2 separate regions of the Sus scrofa genome follow, and region 1 is linked to region 2. A link is a contact called in public targeted proximity ligation data. All regions are on one chromosome and are shown on one strand. The core of a region is the stretch at or near the end of the contact, and the rest is flanking DNA. Distances in the headings are between cores, read along the strand shown. Region 1 has its middle 63 kb from the start of TSPAN9. Region 2 overlaps TSPAN9 (tetraspanin 9).

The links.
Region 1: a contact with region 2 is called in a targeted proximity ligation map of skeletal muscle. A contact is called at or near these places in 3 of 5 promoter capture datasets (fetal liver, fetal skeletal muscle and liver), 24 of 47 Hi-C or Micro-C datasets (adipose tissue, alveolar macrophages, brain and 15 more) and 1 of 2 datasets of targeted methods (skeletal muscle).

The regions. Positions count from the first base shown.
Region 1 is chr5:67,056,161-67,060,213 of Sscrofa11.1, reverse strand. It overlaps a transcript of TSPAN9 not described here. Among named protein-coding and RNA genes, the nearest start is that of TSPAN9, 63 kb to the right of the region's middle.
Region 2 is chr5:66,922,635-66,927,117 of Sscrofa11.1, reverse strand. The region is part of intron 1 of TSPAN9 (tetraspanin 9); the gene reads left to right. Among named protein-coding and RNA genes, the nearest start is that of TSPAN9, 70 kb to the left of the region's middle.

The DNA of each region.
Region 1 (4,053 bases), core at 229-2,728, 130 kb before region 2:
CCTCCCAGGTGGTCACAGTTGTTTCAGCCTCGTCAGGGCGAGGACAGATGCCTCCCTGCAGGCTGGCACAGAGCGCCTTATCACCTCTGGGCAGTTACTGATCCTCTGGGTCGTGACTGCCTCCAGCCTGCGTGTCCCCATCTTGTCCCCGGGACTATTCCCAGAGCCTTGTAAGAGCCTTGCTTCCTCAAGACCAGTCACCAGGTTCACACCAAGTGTGACTTGAAGGCGCCGTTTTGCATCTCCGGGGTGGGTTTACAGTTTCAGGCCTATTTCTGACCAAGGAATCAAAGACTGCCCCTCAGTGATGGAATTTCAGGCATGAATGAGCAGATGGAGGAGGTATTTTGGGGGGCAGAGAGTTTGTGCTCCAGAAACCACTCCAGCATCTGCCTCTGAGCAGGAGACCCCACCCATCCTGGAAAAGGACTGGGTGCGTTTCCTACGTCAGGGCCCTGTCTTGTGAGCCTGGGTCTGCCTCACCGGGCACTTTTCTTGCAAGTGCAGGGTGTGATTGTCTGCCAGTGGTCTGTTTGTGTAGAGTGTTTGCTTTAAAGTGATGACTTGATTATTACAGGAAAATTTGGTTGCCGCAAAAGACAAAATAACGTAAAAATAGTAGAGCAAAATCTGAGGGACCCTGTCTCCACACCCCTCCCCTGACCCAATGCCCTTCCCAGGGGCAACCACAGGTAAAACTTGGTGTGGATTCTGGATCCTTTCCAGTGCATTCATTTTTCTGATTTAAGGGCAGCTCGAAAATAAATGCCACCATCAGGCTGAGTTTATCAAACAAAATAGGTATGTGCTCCAGAATGATGCTTCTTAAAAGCTGGCAGCAGCTGGAGGCGAGATTGAATGAGGGTAATCAAGAAGGAAAGATTTTTTTTTTTTTTTTTTTTTGCTTTTTAGGGCCGAAACCGAGGCATATGTAGGTTCCCAGGCTAGGGGTCCAATTGGGGCTATAGCTGCCGGCCTACACTATAGCCAGAGCAATGCAGGATCTGAGCTGCCTCTGTGACCTACACCACAGCTCACGGCAATGCCGGATCCTTAACCCACTGAGCGAGGCCAGGGATTGAACCCGAAACCTCATAGTTCCTAGTCAGATTCATTTCTGCTGTGCCACAATGGGAACTCCCAAGAAGGAAATCTCCGATGAGGCTGGGGGGAGGATCTGGGGAGGCCAATACCACAAAAATGGATAGACCAAGGGTAGGAGAGGGGCCTGCCATTTATGTCGGCCATTGTCACACAGAGTAAGAGCCAGACAGCTGCCTGGGCCCAGTCCTGGCTCAATACCCAGTGCCTGTGTCCCTGAGTCTCCCTGGGTCTCTGTTTCCTCAATTATAAAACAGAATCAAGGAGTTTCCTGGTGGCTTAGTGGGTTAAGGATCTGGCATTGTCTCTGCTATGGCACTGGTCACTGCTGTGGGGCGGGCTTGACCCTTGGCTCAGGAATTTCCACATGCTGAGGTGTGGCCAGAAGAAAAACAAACACAAAACCCAGAGTCAACTCCTAGCTTGTTGCAAGGGGTTACTACTGAGACAGGCGTGCGGAAGGTGCAGTGTGAGGGGCGACTCGTGGGCCCTGCCAGGTGTCAGGCTCAGGGAATGCTTCCCTTCCTCAGCTTTGCCTGTGTCAGCTCAGCATCGGCCCCTGACCTTCCTCATCGGCCTTTCTCCCAGTGGCTAGAGCAGAGCTGAACAGGTCAAGTGCTAAAAATAGTGATCCTACTGCCAGCGCTGGGGCGTTGAGTGTGTTTTTACTGTATGAATGACTGGGTGATGGGTTGAGGGCCTCCCCTTCAGGGTGAGAGTACTGTGGGAACAGTCAGACTATTAGCTAGCTGTTACTGGTCATTGACACATGAGTGGGAATTAGCATCACAGATGTTTTTGACTTGAAAGGGACCCAAGAGATGATCCTTAATTGTACAGATGGGGAACTTTTAAGGATCTAGGAAGGAAGAGGCTTGCCCGGTGTGTCATGCAGCCAGTGAGGGGCCAGCGGAGGCTGAGCCCGGGTCTCCTGGTTCTCTCTGGTGCTCTACCCATCGACGGGAACACCCAGCCCAGTATCTGGATGTGCTTCCGCACCTCTGCTCAGGGTTGCTGCTTCTGGGGGGAGGGTTGCCTGTAGCAGGAGGCTCACAGTCAGACCAGCAGACAGAGGGGCCTTTTGGATGGATGGAAGGAGATCTAGAGACAGTGGTCCTGGGGCTTGGTGTGGAAGATTTGGGCCCCTGCATCTCCCAAGAGGGAAGGTGAGAAGCATTTGGGGCTCTGAGATTGGGTTTGTCCACACAGCTCTGTGGATGTGACCGCCGACTGAGAGCTGGGGCTGGATCTGGTGGGGAAGGTGGACGTATGATCCAGTGGTCGCAGTCCAGCGTGGGAGCACAGGGAGGGTAATGTGTGGTGTGGAAGAGCCGGCGACATCTGTACAGGCAGATGGTCTGTCTATAGCAGGGAGAAGAGGGAACAGCATGGGGAAAAGCGTGGTAAAGCCAGGACCTGCAGAGATGTATGTGACCGGAGTGGAGGCTGCTCAGGGGTCAGAGGAGGGGAGGAGAGGCCACACAGGAAGGTTCCCGTGGTCAGGGTTGACATCTTATTTGCATGCTCCTTCTCAGCACCTGGGCAGTGCCTTGCCCCAGAGTCGGAGCATCATTTTTCTTTCGCACATGGATGAGTGAACCATATTTCTTCTTTGATCCCTGGAGGAAAACCAACCAGCAAGCTTTTTTTTTTTTTAACTTTAACAATTTCTGGCATCCTCTGCTTTCTGCTTTGTTTAGCCTCTCATGACTGGTCACTACTCTTCGATCCAACATGCAGGGCTGACTACTGGTCACCAAGGCTTGCTGGTGGCCTTCTGGCCCGTTGCCTGCTCTTATTTACATCAGCCACTAGATGGCAGCAGGAAACTTGTCAATTTCTCTTCCATGTGGTTTTTAGGTCAAGCCCTTTGCTCTGGGGTGGCACAGGGACTCCAAATTCCAGGCCTCACTGGTTCCAAGATGGGTGTGAGAAAAGGCTGGGATGAAGCCAAGGTGGCCTAACGACTGACATTCCCACAACATTATGGAGAAGTGACTGTCTCACTTCTCAATCCTGTGACCAGAGGACTTTTCAGTGTGACCCACACTCTTTTAACAGTGTTCCCACCAGTGGGAAGTCCCCGGCTGGAGTTTAGTGGCTTAGAAGGACCGGAAGCTGAAACCCAGTGTCACTGAGGAAGTCCAGTGGCACCCGGCAGAGTCCCTGGTGTGGCATTTGTGCTCATATGGACAGATGCAGTGGTGGCGGGGAGGGGACACAGTACAGAAGAGGACATGTGCCCCGTGAATAGTAATCCATACAAAGCCCTGCTGGAGTGGGGACTGCTCTACCCCTCACACATGCGGCTGGAGGTGTGGGTCTGGGGCAGGCAGTGGCTCTGAGGCTCTGGTATAAGTCACACCCACATCCCTCAGCACCTTGCACAGCACTCGACAGTGGTGTGTACTCCCATTTATGAGGTTCTTCTCATCTCCCACAGCCTCACTTGGTCTTCCCAGGGGCCCTGTGTCGGGTATGGGGCTGTCCCCTTTAACAGGTGAGGCCCAGAGAAGGGAAGGACGGGTCCAGCACTTCAGACAGGTTGCCGACCCTGCTCACTAGACTCCCAGCCTGGGGGCTTTTTGGTTTGGGCTCACATTGTGTTGCCTCCCTTAGGCTGACTGGGAAAAGCGCTTGCTCCGTCTCAGGGTTGGGCTGATGGCCAGAAATCCAGTCCTGTTACCTTGCAGTCCCAGCTAGCACGTCTCTAAGAGGGGAGTGTGTGAGTGCCCTGGGAGCCCAGCCGTAGGGAACGGGCACTGGGGGCGGGAGAGTGCCATTGAGATGGGGAGCTGGCTACTTGGCCACCCCACCCTGCCCCAGTGGAGGTAGGGTGGGGGAGAGTTGGTCTGGGACCCTTTGTGCTGTGGAGCTGCCAGAACCTTCCATCAGCCGTCATGCCACAAAGGCATGGGCCAGGTGGCGGTGCTCTTGTGCTGGAACCGACTT
Region 2 (4,483 bases), core at 423-2,922:
TCTGTGTGGAGTTGGAAGTGCTGTCAGACAGCCTCTGCCTCCCATTATGGCCATGACAATGAATGAGCTGCAGGGCCCCTTGGAGGGCCGCGGAAAGTAGCCACCCCATTCCTGGTGCTGACGTGTTGCTCCTTCTCCCCGTGATGAAGTTCCTGGCGTCTGGCCTCTCCCAGGGCTGGGCAGGATCATTACCAGCCAGCAACTTGGCTGTGAAATTTAAGTCCTTTGGGTTCTCTTTTTTATTCCCTACATTCACTAATTTATTAAATGCCATTGCACTTGGCCCTGGCTTTTAGAGCAGGGAGTGCTGAGGCCATGTTTGGTGTCTAAAGGGCTCCTATAAAGCAAAAAGGGCATGGGCAGGGAGGGGCTGGCTTGGGGGCCCTGCAGGGACACAGAGCAGCAGGGATAAAAAGAGCCAGAGGATGTGCTGAGCTCTGAGGGGCTGGGGCGGGTACTACTGTAGGCAACTTGTATAGGCGAATGAGGGGCTGGGGGTGAGCTGGGGGTAACTTGGTGCTGGTGGTTCTAGGGGTGAGGAAGGGGGTATACAGGGGTCTTATTTTTCAGGTGGGTTTGTGTATCTGGGTCTGGTCCTGTTCCCAGGCTCTCCCATCTGTCCATTCATCATCCATCCCATCCATCCATCCATCCAGTCATCTAACCATCCATCCATCCAATCGATCATCCATTCATCCATCCGACCATCTCTCCATCCATCCATTCATCCATGGAAAAAAATATTTATGTGGTATTCAGGCGTGTTCTGGGCCTTACAGTGGGAGAGAAATGGCTGAGATGTGAACCTGGCCAGGGAGCACTGGTGTTCTAGAGGGCTGGGCGGGGATGTGCTGCTTTGGGTCCAGCCTTGGAGAGGGGTTCCCCCAGTTCACATGAGGGAGATGGTGGCAGCTGTGAGGGGACAGAGGCAGGGGCTGTCCCTGAGCTCTGAGCAAGTGAGGTGGATGCTCATGAAGGAAGCTGGTTCAGGGGAGGTTATGGCTCCACCCCCAGAGACCTGGGATGCCGCATGGAAAATACATGAGGACGTATGGCAGAAACATGTCTTAAAACTACAAATAAATATTGTTCCAACTGAGGACAGAGAAACTGCCATGGGGACATTGGCTAATTACAGCAGACCTGATAAATGAGGTCCTGGCTTGCTGGCCTCAGTCCGCCTGCAGCGCATCCGCTGGATGGGCCCAGGGTGATGAGGAAGGTGCTGAGACTCCGCAGGGGCCTGTGCCTTCTCTCTTCTGCAGGGAAAGCCTGGAGGAGGGACACCCATGGGCACAGCCAAGGGCGGGTGCTGTTCTAGGCTCTGGCGATTTAGGAATGGACAAGGCAGACCCACATCCTGACCCCTTAGAGAGCAAGGCAGGGGCAGATGAAAGGTTTGCTTGTGTTTGGATGTGGATTCATTTGGAGCCCGAGTGGAAAATGCTTAGAAGTGCCCCTGGCGGGAGGAGGGGCGAGGGCAGAGGCTTGGTGGTCAGGATGGCCCCTGGGGCAGTGACCCGTTTGGAGAGGGGCAGTGGCCAGGCCTGGACTGCAGTAGGGTGGCCGTGCCCTTGGGCTGGTCAGTTGACTGGGTCCTGGTCCCCTGAGTCACCTTGCCTCGCCCCAGAGGTTCTTCCTGCCTTGGGCTTGAATCTAGCTGGCCTAGGCTGAGACAGTCTTCTGCTTTTGGAAGGGAATTTCCCCGAAGGTCACCAGCTGAGCTCTCCAGCGCTGAGCTCGGACTGTGCCATTGTGGGCTACCTGCTTCCTGGGCTTGGCACCCTCCTGTGGGGCAGCTCCCCCTACCCCTTCCCCTCCTACCCCGCCTCCTCCTCCCGGCCCCTGCTCTGGCCTCAGAGCTTGGCTTCTTGTCCCCTTGCCCTCCTGCCGAGCAAACCCCTTCTGCGCTCAGCTCCTCCCTCCAGCCCCATTGCCACACCCCCGGAATCAGCCTCCTAACCACCCTGGCCCCGCCCTCACCAGAACTTTCCTCTGTCATCCCCTGGGATCCCATGACATCCCTCTCAGAGCCAGCATGCTGTGTCATCGCCCCCCCACCAGGACGCTGCCCCACCCCCAGAGGATCACACCAGATTGTTTCTCTGGTAGCTGTCTTCTCAGGGAGTCCAGAGCTGCAGGCTGGACACCTGGCAGGGGGCTGGGTCTCTCTCTTGGCATTTGGGGCCAGGTGGTTCTTTGTCATGGGGCAGGGCCTGTGCCTGGTCGGATGTCTGGCAGCATCCCTGGCCCCCACCCAGGATGCCAGGAGCACCCCCTCCCCAGGTTGTGTCAACAGAAATGTCTTTAGACGTTGCCAGCTGTCCCCTGGGATTAAGGTTGCCCTGGTGGGAACCACTGGGCTGGGGCTGAGAATAGCGTGTCTCAGGCTTGGCTGAGCCGGTACTAGAAGGGACCCGAGAAATTCTCTAGTCCATATGCCACACTTTAAAGGGAATTGGGCCTCAGAGAGGTAAAGAATCTTAGGATCACACAGGGGAGCAGCGGAATGAAGGAGGCATTTTCGGGAAAGGAATTTTGGCAGCCCTGTGCAGGCTGGGCTCAACAGGCCAGAGACAGGTTGGGGGGCGTGGCCCGAACCAGGAGCGATGTTGAGGGGGTGGGCCTGGCACCTCACCTGTCGGTGGCTTAGCGAGCACTCAGGGACTCCTGGGCATGTGATGATGCCCGTCTCTGCCCCAAACCCAGCAGGCCGGGTCCTGGGCCCAGCCTGGTGGTGTGATGGCTATCAGTGCCCTCTGCATCCCAGTCTGTCAACTTAGGGCCTGAGGGCCTGGTTCTGGGTCAGAGGTGGGAGCCAAGGGTCCATCTCTCTCAGCGGGAGGCCTGAAGATATGGGGCGAGCAGGGCCCCTCACGGCCTGCTGGGCTTCATTCACTCCGCAAGTGGTTTTGTGGGGCAGGGGATGGCCCTGTGGTTTTGTGAAGAAGGTGCTGGACTTGGGTCCAGGCTGCTGGTGGGAGCTGCACCCTGGTAGGCAGCAGGCCTTACCTGAGACTTTCCCGGGGGCAGGGTGACCTCAGACAGGAAGTGAGAAGGATGCAGATGTGGGGATCGGTACCAGCTCCTCCCTCCTGGGATGGCTTCAAGGAGCCAGCACCATGTCAGAGGACAGGGTGTGGAGTCAGAGAGAAGACTGGCTCCTGGAGTTCTGAGCCGTGGTGGTTCCCCACATCGAGGCCCCTCCCTCAGGAGCCCCCTCCCAGAGCCCCACATAGGCCCCCTCCCAGCGGGAGCTGGCTGCCGGGGAAGCCGGTCAGTGGTCCTTTGGTATCTGTGGACGCCGAGTCCCTTACCTGAGGTGGCGTAGTGCACTGAGTAGTACTCTGAGGGCTTCCCCAGGCCCGGGGAGGCTCCAGGGGGCCTGGTGTCTCCAGTGCAGGGGGGGCAGCTGTCCCACGGCCCCGGGGTCCCACGGCCAGGCTCCTTACCTGTAGCAAGTGAACTGGAAGCAGCAGGGTCTCCTCTTATTCATTCCAGGGTCTGCTTTTAGACCCATACATCTTCAGCATGAAGAGCATGAATTTCCATGGTGTGATTAATGAAAGAAAAATTGAGTCGGCAGCATAGAAAGTGACCAGATTGAAGAGAGTCAAGTGACAAGTTGGCTGAGTCGGGGCTTCTCTGCAAACCCAGAGCTCTGACCCAGCCTGGGGCGCCACCTGGTGGTGGCAGGGGTGGTGGCACCCTGTCCTGGCCGAGCTGGGTGCACGTCCCATCAGGGGATGCCCTGGGCCTGGCTCCGTCCCACTGAGGCTGCTGCAGGGCACGGGGCACAGGGCTGCTCCCCACAGCGAGGGGACCCTGCAGCTGCTCCACTTGCCCAACTCCATCCCTGCAGCTCCTGGAACAATCTCTGGTTTAGGGACTGGTGGGGAGAGTCCCGCTTCTTCTGTCTGGACCACCTTTCTGTCTCCCCATTTATCAAAATCCTCCTCACTCGTCCAGGCTCAGCAAGCCCTTCTGGACACATCTCGAACCAAACCATCTCTCAGCACTCCTGCATAGCCACCCGCTGGAGATCCCTCCGGCCCCTCCTGGTCACCTGGTGGCCTCCTGCTTGCTCTCCCACCTTCCCCTTTGCCCTCCGATGGCCTGTTCCCTGCACAACAGCCAGAGCGATCACAGATCATGTCCCCTGTCCTGCTCTCTGGCTTCCCATCCTGAGAACAACATCATTTTCTTTCCCGTTGCCTGTGAGGTCTCACCCGCTGGTCCCCGCCACTGTCACCTCCGGCCCCCACCGCTGGCCAGGTTCGCCTCCACCCCAGGGCATTTGCACTTGCCATTTCCTCTAGAACATCCTCCCCACTTATTTAAGTGGCTCACTTCCCCTCTGCCAGGTCCTTCCTCAAAGGACCCTTCCTCTCCACCTCCACCCTTCCTCCCCGCCTTCCTGAGAGGCCTTCCCCCGCCACCCTGCCCTCAGTTACTTTCTGATTTCTTCTCATCCTTACTTATT